Regions from separate parts of the Arachis hypogaea genome. Here region 2 is linked to region 1. A link is a contact called in public Hi-C data. All regions are on one chromosome and are shown on one strand. The core of a region is the stretch at or near the end of the contact, and the rest is flanking DNA. Distances in the headings are between cores, read along the strand shown. Region 1 holds the start of LOC112775195 (serine/threonine-protein phosphatase PP1). Region 2 holds the start of LOC112777622.

Region 1 (4,163 bases), core at 1,433-3,932:
CCATGTACATCACCTGAAAAATTGACATAAATATAATTAATATACATTAGCTACTAGAAATCTTTTGACTATAGACAATAATACAATATTTGGCGGTAATGCTAACATTGAGGAGTATAATGCATGAATCATGCCTACATAAATTCAAATCTTTGTAATTTTGATTTATCAATCATGGTATTTAAGCTGCGTACATAAAATGAATAAGTAAAACTTAAGTCTTGTTTGTTATAGAAAAGTACCATTCAAGCTCAAAGAGAAACTTAATAAATGATGATGACATTGAAAAGAGAATTAGTGTAGAATCTATTGGGGAAAAAAGGGCAAAACTTTATCCTAGGTGGTTTTATCATGCATGGCGGATGGACTAAATCTTAATAAGTAAAGTTGAGTGCAACAAAGTCAAGGTAGCTCAATAGTTAACCAGTGGTAGAGATTAAAAAAATATATATTACTGAAACCATTAAAAAAGGATAAGATTTATATTTAAATGATTTGTACACTGGTATACTATGCAATAGGACACTAGCATTGCATTATATAATCATGACCGTTGTAGCCAACCCCATGCAGTGGGAAAAAGCTTAGCTGCAATTTTTATTGTTGTAGAATTCAGCAATAACAAATAACAATGTATCTGTTTTGTCCCAATACTTAAATTCTAACCTGGGGTTTACTGGTAAGCATAATATGAAGCAAAAACAAAGCATCCGGCTAACAAGATAACATCACTTTTATGTAAAAGAAATAAATTTTATGTGCCAAAGTAGTTAGCTACTTAGCTTAAATAATAAATATATTACACAATCCTATAAAAGCAGATATATCATTCCTGAAATGGAAAAGTTGGAACTTGGAACTTATAAATAAAGGATCATAATACATCATTTGAGTTCTCAAAGTCAAGTTTTTCACAAGAGCAAGGAAGTGCATACTTTGACTTTTACATGTTGGAGGATACAAATTGAGTGTCTTTTTAACGACACTTCAAACTGCATCTGCTAGGCAAGCTTAATCTAAGCAGGAAATGATATAGAGAATGCAAAAGAAGCTCATAGCTAAGGTGTACAGCAACAAAAAGCCTTGTCAGATAAGGAGCTAACCGGATCAAATGATGCTGTTGTATCTTAAGGCTATGGTGTAAAACAGAAAGAGTGTGAGGGGATGGTAATACCATCTGTGTAAACTTTGAAAAAAAAAAAAAAAAAAAAAAAAAAAAAAAAAAAAAAAAAAAAACCCTAATAAAAGGTATCCAATGTTTCTTTCACTCCCAATAATACTTCTACAACTTCAACAACTGAGAGGCTTTCCAACATCTTACTTTAAAATCTTTAATTGAATTAACTCGTGTTCAGTTTACGTTGCTGTATATCCTTACCTTTAGCATCCGGCTATAGTTAGATTGCCACATATTTTAACCAAGTCTAACGTCTAAACTATTTAATTTCCAGTTCACACACAAAAACAAAAACCAAAAAACAAACAAGGCTTAATATGTCAAACCCCGCCATGCTCATATGAGAGGCATCTCTATAATATCATCAATAGGGTTTAGCGCCAAAGTTAGAGCAATTATACATCTTAATCACAAATTTAACCGTATTACCAGAGCCACAACGTCATCAAGGACAAAGAAAAACACTAGACAAAGTTCAGTCAAACCTATACTTCACAAAACTTCACTGGTAAACCAATTTACAACACACAGAGAGAAAACAGAAACATGCAATTTAGATAGCAAATTTGTAATAAAAAAAACCCACAGATAACCACCCAAAAACAACAAAATAAAAAAGGTTCATGTAGCAGCCAAACAATCAAACCAACTTTCCAGAATCACCAAACAACATAAAAAAGTCACTCAGATCATAACGGACCCAAAACGCGAAGAAAACCCCGTGGGACCCAAGATTTGAAGCACAGATCTCATAACCAAAAACTAAATTAAGTTTACCGCAAATCTTAATGGGGGCTTCAAGCTCCAACAAATTGGGCTGCTGCAAGAAAATCTCTCTGGAAGCGGCACACAGCTGCTTGATCTCCGATTCCGAGAGCTGCACCTGCTTCCCCGGCCTCCCCCGAACTTCCAGCAATCGGTTTATTATGTCGTCCACAACCGCTTGCTCCATTTTCTTCTTCACCACCAAACCCTAAAAAAAAGTCAACGCCTTTTCTTTTTCAATTTGTTTATCTAATTTTTTATTGGCTTTGAATGCGGTGTTGGTGGTAATGGAAAGGGTCGGATTTGATGATGACGATGATGAATAGGAGTGGAGCGAGTGAGCAGATAACTATAATACTAATAGTAATAATGATAATGATAGCATGCAAAAGGAGACGGTGGAGGAGGAATCAGAGCGGTGTCGTTTTGGTGGGAGGGGGTTGCCGTTTTGGGATCGGAGGGGAAGAAGGGAGGGATTTGGACATTGGTGGGTGAGGACGAAGAAAACCAAAAAACGGGGGAGGAAGAAGTCAGGTTGGGTTTCTAGAATCTAAATTGTGAATTATCGAGAGGGGGAATGAATTGGAAAAGGGAAAGCGGGGATTGGGATTTTTGTTGAGTAGGTTAAAGAAAAGACGGGGAGAGAGACTAGTGGAATGGGGGTATGTGGATTATTATTATTATTATTATTATTATTATTATTTTTTTTTTTTTTTTTTTTTTTTTACGGTGCACAAGAATAATTTTCATTCGTGAATAGGATCTCTTAGATCCAAAAGAGTAAGATTACAAATATATTTTTATGGTATTTTTCATCTATATTTAATTCGGACTAGTAAGAGCATATTTAACTAATGGAAAAACTTTACATCTATGTAAAAATTATATGGATGTTATCCAAATTTTTTTCACTCCACGTCCCACACATTCGTTTGTGTGACAGGCGCCTAATCCTAACATATATAACCTAATCCTTATTCTGCGTCACTAACCTTTCTCAACGTAAACCTTTCCATACAACGTCAACCTTTTTCGCGTTCTTCTTCTTCTTCTTCTTCTTCTTCTTCTTCTTCTTCTTCTTCTGTTTTCCTTCTTCTTCTTCAACCTAATTAAATTCGTTGTCCTTTATTCGCTTTTTTCTTCTCTGCATTATAGATTTGGATTGACTTCAACGTAATTAGCTTCGTCGTTCATCTTTTTCTTCATTTTCTTTTTCGATCTGCACTTCTAAATTGAAACAATGAATGAATCAACTTCAAATCAATTGAATGAGTGTGATTTGGACAATTCTTCCAAAACATATCAATTTGATGAGGTTTGGATTATTGAATTTTGAATCTAATTCAATGGAATGAAATTGCTAATTTTATTTGAAGAGAATTGAATGGATTGAGGTGATCTTTATCTGAATTGAATTGAATTGAATTGATAATATGTAACTGTGAGTGTGAGTAACTGTGACTAACTGTGAGTAATTGTGAGTAACTTTTCGGTTCGGTGAGTAATAAAGAGTTGATTCACCATGTTCATATTTTCGGTTCGGTAAGTAGAAAGGAGTCTAAAAAAAATTGGACGAATATATTCTGTTTTATTCCCTAAGCACTATATAATTGTTTCACCGTAATTAAGATTTCGGTTCACCATAATTAAGATTTCGGTTCACTATGCAGACCAGCTGTGTTGTGGATGAAAAATTTGTTCCAAAGGTGGGAATGATTTTCAAGACATTAGAAGAAGCTGGAAAGTTCTACAAACATTATTCCAAACTTGCCGGTTTTTCTACTAAAATAAGGAACACAACTCGGGATGGAGACAAGATTAAGAATCAACTAATTGTATGCTCTAGAGAGGGGAGGTGGAAGTCAAAGATATTTCTAAGTTTGAAGACAAACCTTTCAGCTGGGTTAAATTGTCCGGCCAGAATTTACATACACATAATGAAGGATGTTGGTCTTTGGACAATTTCCAAAGTTGTTTTGAATTACTCACATCCTTGTTGTCCAGACCAGGTTGAGATGCTCAAACAATACAGGGAGCTTAGCATGTTCGTGCGTCGCACCATTGAAACCCACAAAGAAGCCGGAATCAGTGTTCAGGGTTCTCGTTTTAGTGTTTAGAGTTTAGGGTTTAGGGTTCAGGGTTTAGGGGTTCAGTGTATTTATAACTTTCGGTTCGCCCAGTGTATTAATTTCTGTTCACTGTGTTCTTTTGGAGTTCTAAT
Region 2 (4,416 bases), core at 1,256-3,755, 160 kb after region 1:
TGTCGAATCTTTTTTATTTTATTTTTTAATCAATTTTTTATTAAAAAGATATGATTTACATTGCAACACATATTTTACATTTATTAATATGTTAATAAAAATATAAAATAGTATAATATTTCTCATAAATTGCTGATGATAATAAAACTAAATAAAAATGCAACATTATATATAAAAATCATAATTTTTCTAGAGTTCATGTTCATATATTTAATTATATGGTCAAAATTTTTAAATTATGGATATAAAAGACGGTTGAGTTAAAGAAATAGCGAGAGAACTAATTAATCAAAATCAAAGTAAATAAATATATCAATATAAATATACAATAGTCTTAATTTTAATATTCATGTTACATAAAATTTTTTTAAGGAGATATTAGCATAATCAATCTCAATTTTTAGACAATAATTTGATATTTTTATTTTCAATTTTATTATACACTTTTAACGTGACGATCAATTAGTATATCCGGAAAAAATGCTATTTAACTATTTTTTTTGCCTATTTTTATATAAAATTTTTTTATTTTGTTTTTAATTTTATATTTGAACTTTAATTTTTATTTGCTCTATTTTAGCACATAATTAATGAATCAACTAATACAAAAATTAATCAAATAAAGGTACTCTAAATAAAATAAAATTTTTATTCAATTAAATAATGATAAATAATTTTATTAAATTAGATCATATTAATATGATCATTAGATAATAAAAAATATTAAAAAATAATATTTTAAAAATATAAAAATATTAAATTATTATTTTAATTTACTTTTTTAATTGATGACAACAAATATCTTGAATTAATTGAATTTAAAAAAAATTATATGCTAAAATTATTTTATTTATTTAAAAATATTTTGAACATAGAATAATTCAATTTGAGGTCGACTATCAAAATTAAATTTAATATTTTTAAATTTATATTTTCTAATAAAAAGATTTACTCTTAGTTATGGTCTTGTTTGCACGCCGTTAAGTTAATAAAAAAATTATTTTTTAATGAAAAATTGAAAAAAAAGATCTTTTTTATATTTTAGTGTATTTAATAAATTTTTAGTAGTAAAAATAAAAGCACTAGAAAATAAAAAAAAACATATTTTTTGAGAAGTTACAATTTAGTGCTTGGGCGCTATTAATTGATATATTTTTTTTAATAAAAAATCTTTTTTTTATTTTTTAGTGTGTTTGACAAATTTCTAATATTAAAAATAAAAGTACTAGAAAAATAAAAAAAAAAAAACATCTTTCTTGAAAAGCTACAATTTACATCTTTTTTTTAAAAGATTTTTTTTCTTAAAAAAATGTTTTTCATATAATAGTGCTTGTTTGGGTGCCATTATTTTGATAAAAAAAGATTTTTTTCAATTAAAAAAATATTTTTTTTTATTTTTTAGCGTGTTTGACAAAATTCTGATAGTAAAATTAAAAGCACTAGAAAAATAAAAAAAAATATCTTTTTTGAGAAGCTGTAATTTATATCTTTTTTTAAAAGATCTTTTTTCTCTTAAAAAAAGATATTTTTTATGTAATAAATAAACAAAAAGTACTTTTATGTTATTCTACCCAAACATAATTGATAAATAAAAAGAGTTTTTTGCATGAGATACCCAAACATAAAATTACTTTTACTTTTTCAATAAAATCTTTTAAAAAAAGATAACTCGAAAAAAGATATTTTCTTAGAAGCTTACCCAAACAAGCTCAAAAATAAATAAACAAAAAAGTACTGTTATCTTATTTTACCCAAAAATAATTAATTGATAAAAAAGTTTTTTTATATGAGATATCCAAACATAAAATCACTTTTATTTTTATAAAGATCTTTTTAAAAATGGCGTCCAAACAATTCTTTACATTTTTTTTAAAAGATATTTTTTTATAAAAAGATATTTTTCGCGTAATAAATAAACAAAAAAGTACTTTTATATGGTTATACCCAAACATAGTTGATAAACAAAAAAATCTTTTTGCATGACATATTCCAACATAAAATTACTTTTACTTTTTTATAAGATTTTTTAAAAAAGATAACTTAAAAAAATTTTTTTTTTCGAAGCTCACCTATATAAGTCAATAATTCTATCTAAAATAATTCGATATTCATTATTATTTATTTATCTAAATAATTCTAACATTGATAGAATATTACTTTTAGATAAAAAAATTTAAAATATATTTATTCTATTTCAAAAGTTTAAAATTATAAAATGTATATGATTTTAAAATTTTTTAATTGTTAATTTTTTCGGTTATTAATTTTTTTTCAAAATTCTATTCTGATTTTAAATTTAAATTTTAATTAACTTGATTGAAACATACGTCTAAAATCCACGAAAGATAAATAATAAGTAAATAAGATAAATAATAAGTAAATACCTCTCAAATTATACATAAATAAGATATTTAGTTTTATTTATTTATAAAAAACCCCTAAAAAATAGCATGACATATTGACTGCAACCGAAACAAGATTAGTTAAAAACTTAAAATTAGGGTTTTTATTTACGTTTTAAAATTTAAAATTTAAAAGAGAAAAGAAGAGGGATTTGTAAGGAAATAGAAAAAGGAAGGGTTAAAATTGGATTTTCAATTAAGATTGTTTTCTTTGTTGAAACTGATGGAGTTTGAAGACCCCAAGGTCCCAAACAATAGGGAGTAGAAGACAAGTACGAAGTCAGAAAGAGATCTCATAGTAGAGTGAGGTTTGTTCTAAGTTCTATTCTGTTTGGGAATTGAATCGAAAAGAGAATAGCTATGAGAAAAGGGAACAACTCTGGCAATTACCGAAACCCATGTCTCACTATGCACCAGCCTTGGGCCTCTCTTCTCGTTTATGGCATCAAGCACGTCGAGGGCAGGTCCTGGCCTTCTCCCATCACTGGTAAGTAACTAACTAACCTCTTTTTCTATAAAGTTCTAATAAGTAAATTTATTATTGTGATTTTTTATTGTTAAGGTCGTCTCTGGATTCATGCTGCTAGTAAGGTCCCAGATGAGTCCACTATCAAAGCAATGGAGTACTTCTACAAAGAGATTTATGCCATCAATGGCGTCACTGACATCAAGTTCCCTGAACACTACCCCGTTTCTAGGCTTCTTGGTATGCACCACCACCACCGCAACAACCCCTTATTCTATGTAATAGGTTAAAGAACTGTCTGCACCTGCTCTTACAGGGTATAAATGAGTGTTTTTTAGAGAATTCATAGGAACCAACTTTTAGTTAGCTTATATTAGCCAATTTTAGGGCTTGGTTTATAATTTAGGATTAATGGTTCATGATTTATGGTCTAGAATTTGATATAAACAAGATAATTTTTAAAAAATTGGCTGATGTTGGCCGAAAAGTTGGTTTCCTAACATTACTCTGTTTTATAATGCCATCCAATTAGATAGAGTCTTGTAAAACTTGTTTTGTCAAATATTTGGGATACAACCATGCTTCATGTATCCAAAAATTCAGCACCATTCAGTGGAATACATATTTGGTGTTCAAGAAAAACTTTGATTATGGTGCTGTAAAAAAATTTGATGATTTTGCTATCATAAGTTTGATTATTTTATTATAATTAGTTTGATATTTTGTTAGCTGATTATTTTATTGGAAAAATATGTTAGGCAACATGCTGCATGCATAAATATACAAAAATATATGATGACTGATTTGGTAGCTAATTTTTTGTTTCAATATAGCATTGTTGTTTGCCATATGACAGTACTTGATTGTTTATTAGTGTCAAACTTTCTTGAAACGATGGAGTGGCAGGACATAAAAATAAAATCCATATATTGTATTAGCTCAACTTTTATTTGAATTTTTTTTTATCTCACACTTGATTGTTTGATGCAGGATGTGTCGAAGTTGTTGGCTGTTTAAAGCGTGAGGAGCTTGCTGGCTGGGACATGGTTCCTGAAGGGGTACTAACTACCAACCCCTTTTTTCTAATTGAATTTGATTCAAAATTATTCTGATTATATTGAATAAGTTTATCACATTTTGCACTCAGGTAAGGCTAGAAGCACAAACTGATTACTGTTGGCTATGTGAACAACCACAGGTTGGTGCTGTTCTGTTATTGTTGTACTGTGCAATCCAGATCATTGTAAATTGATAACTGTTCTTTCTTTGCTCAACAATGTGTATTTTTCTCTGCTATTTATACAGAAATTGTTGATTCCTTTTGAGATGCGGGGATACCAAGGTGTTTATAACTTGGAGAGGAAGGTAATACTAATATGGTTTAAAATATCCACATAATTTCTGAGCTTTTTGTTTGAATGAATGGAGATTGATTCTTATTTTTTTTCCTTGCTTATTTGAAGATCCATGATGCTGCAGTTAGAGGTTTATCACCAGTGAAAGGTCCATTGCCAGTGAAATTTCCACTTCCAGATCCACGAGATATGT

The links. A called contact is a pair of places that touch in the nucleus more often than the background predicts.
Region 2: a contact with region 1 is called in a Hi-C map of an unstated tissue, with 4 times the contacts expected there. The contact joins the promoter of LOC112777622 here to the promoter of LOC112775195 in region 1. A contact is called at or near these places in 2 of 8 Hi-C or Micro-C datasets (leaf and an unstated tissue).

Annotation. Positions count from the first base shown.
Region 1 is chr19:55,687,538-55,691,700 of arahy.Tifrunner.gnm2.J5K5, forward strand. It overlaps LOC112775195 (serine/threonine-protein phosphatase PP1), which reads right to left and starts at 2,683. Exons shown (of 4, transcript XR_003189485.3): 1 at 1,955-2,683; 2 at 1-13.
Region 2 is chr19:55,852,179-55,856,594 of arahy.Tifrunner.gnm2.J5K5, forward strand. It overlaps LOC112777622, which reads left to right and starts at 2,506. Exons shown (of 8, transcript XM_072227407.1): 1 at 2,506-2,889; 2 at 2,965-3,108; 3 at 3,859-3,926; 4 at 4,016-4,066; 5 at 4,174-4,233; 6 at 4,332-4,416. The coding sequence starts at 2,763.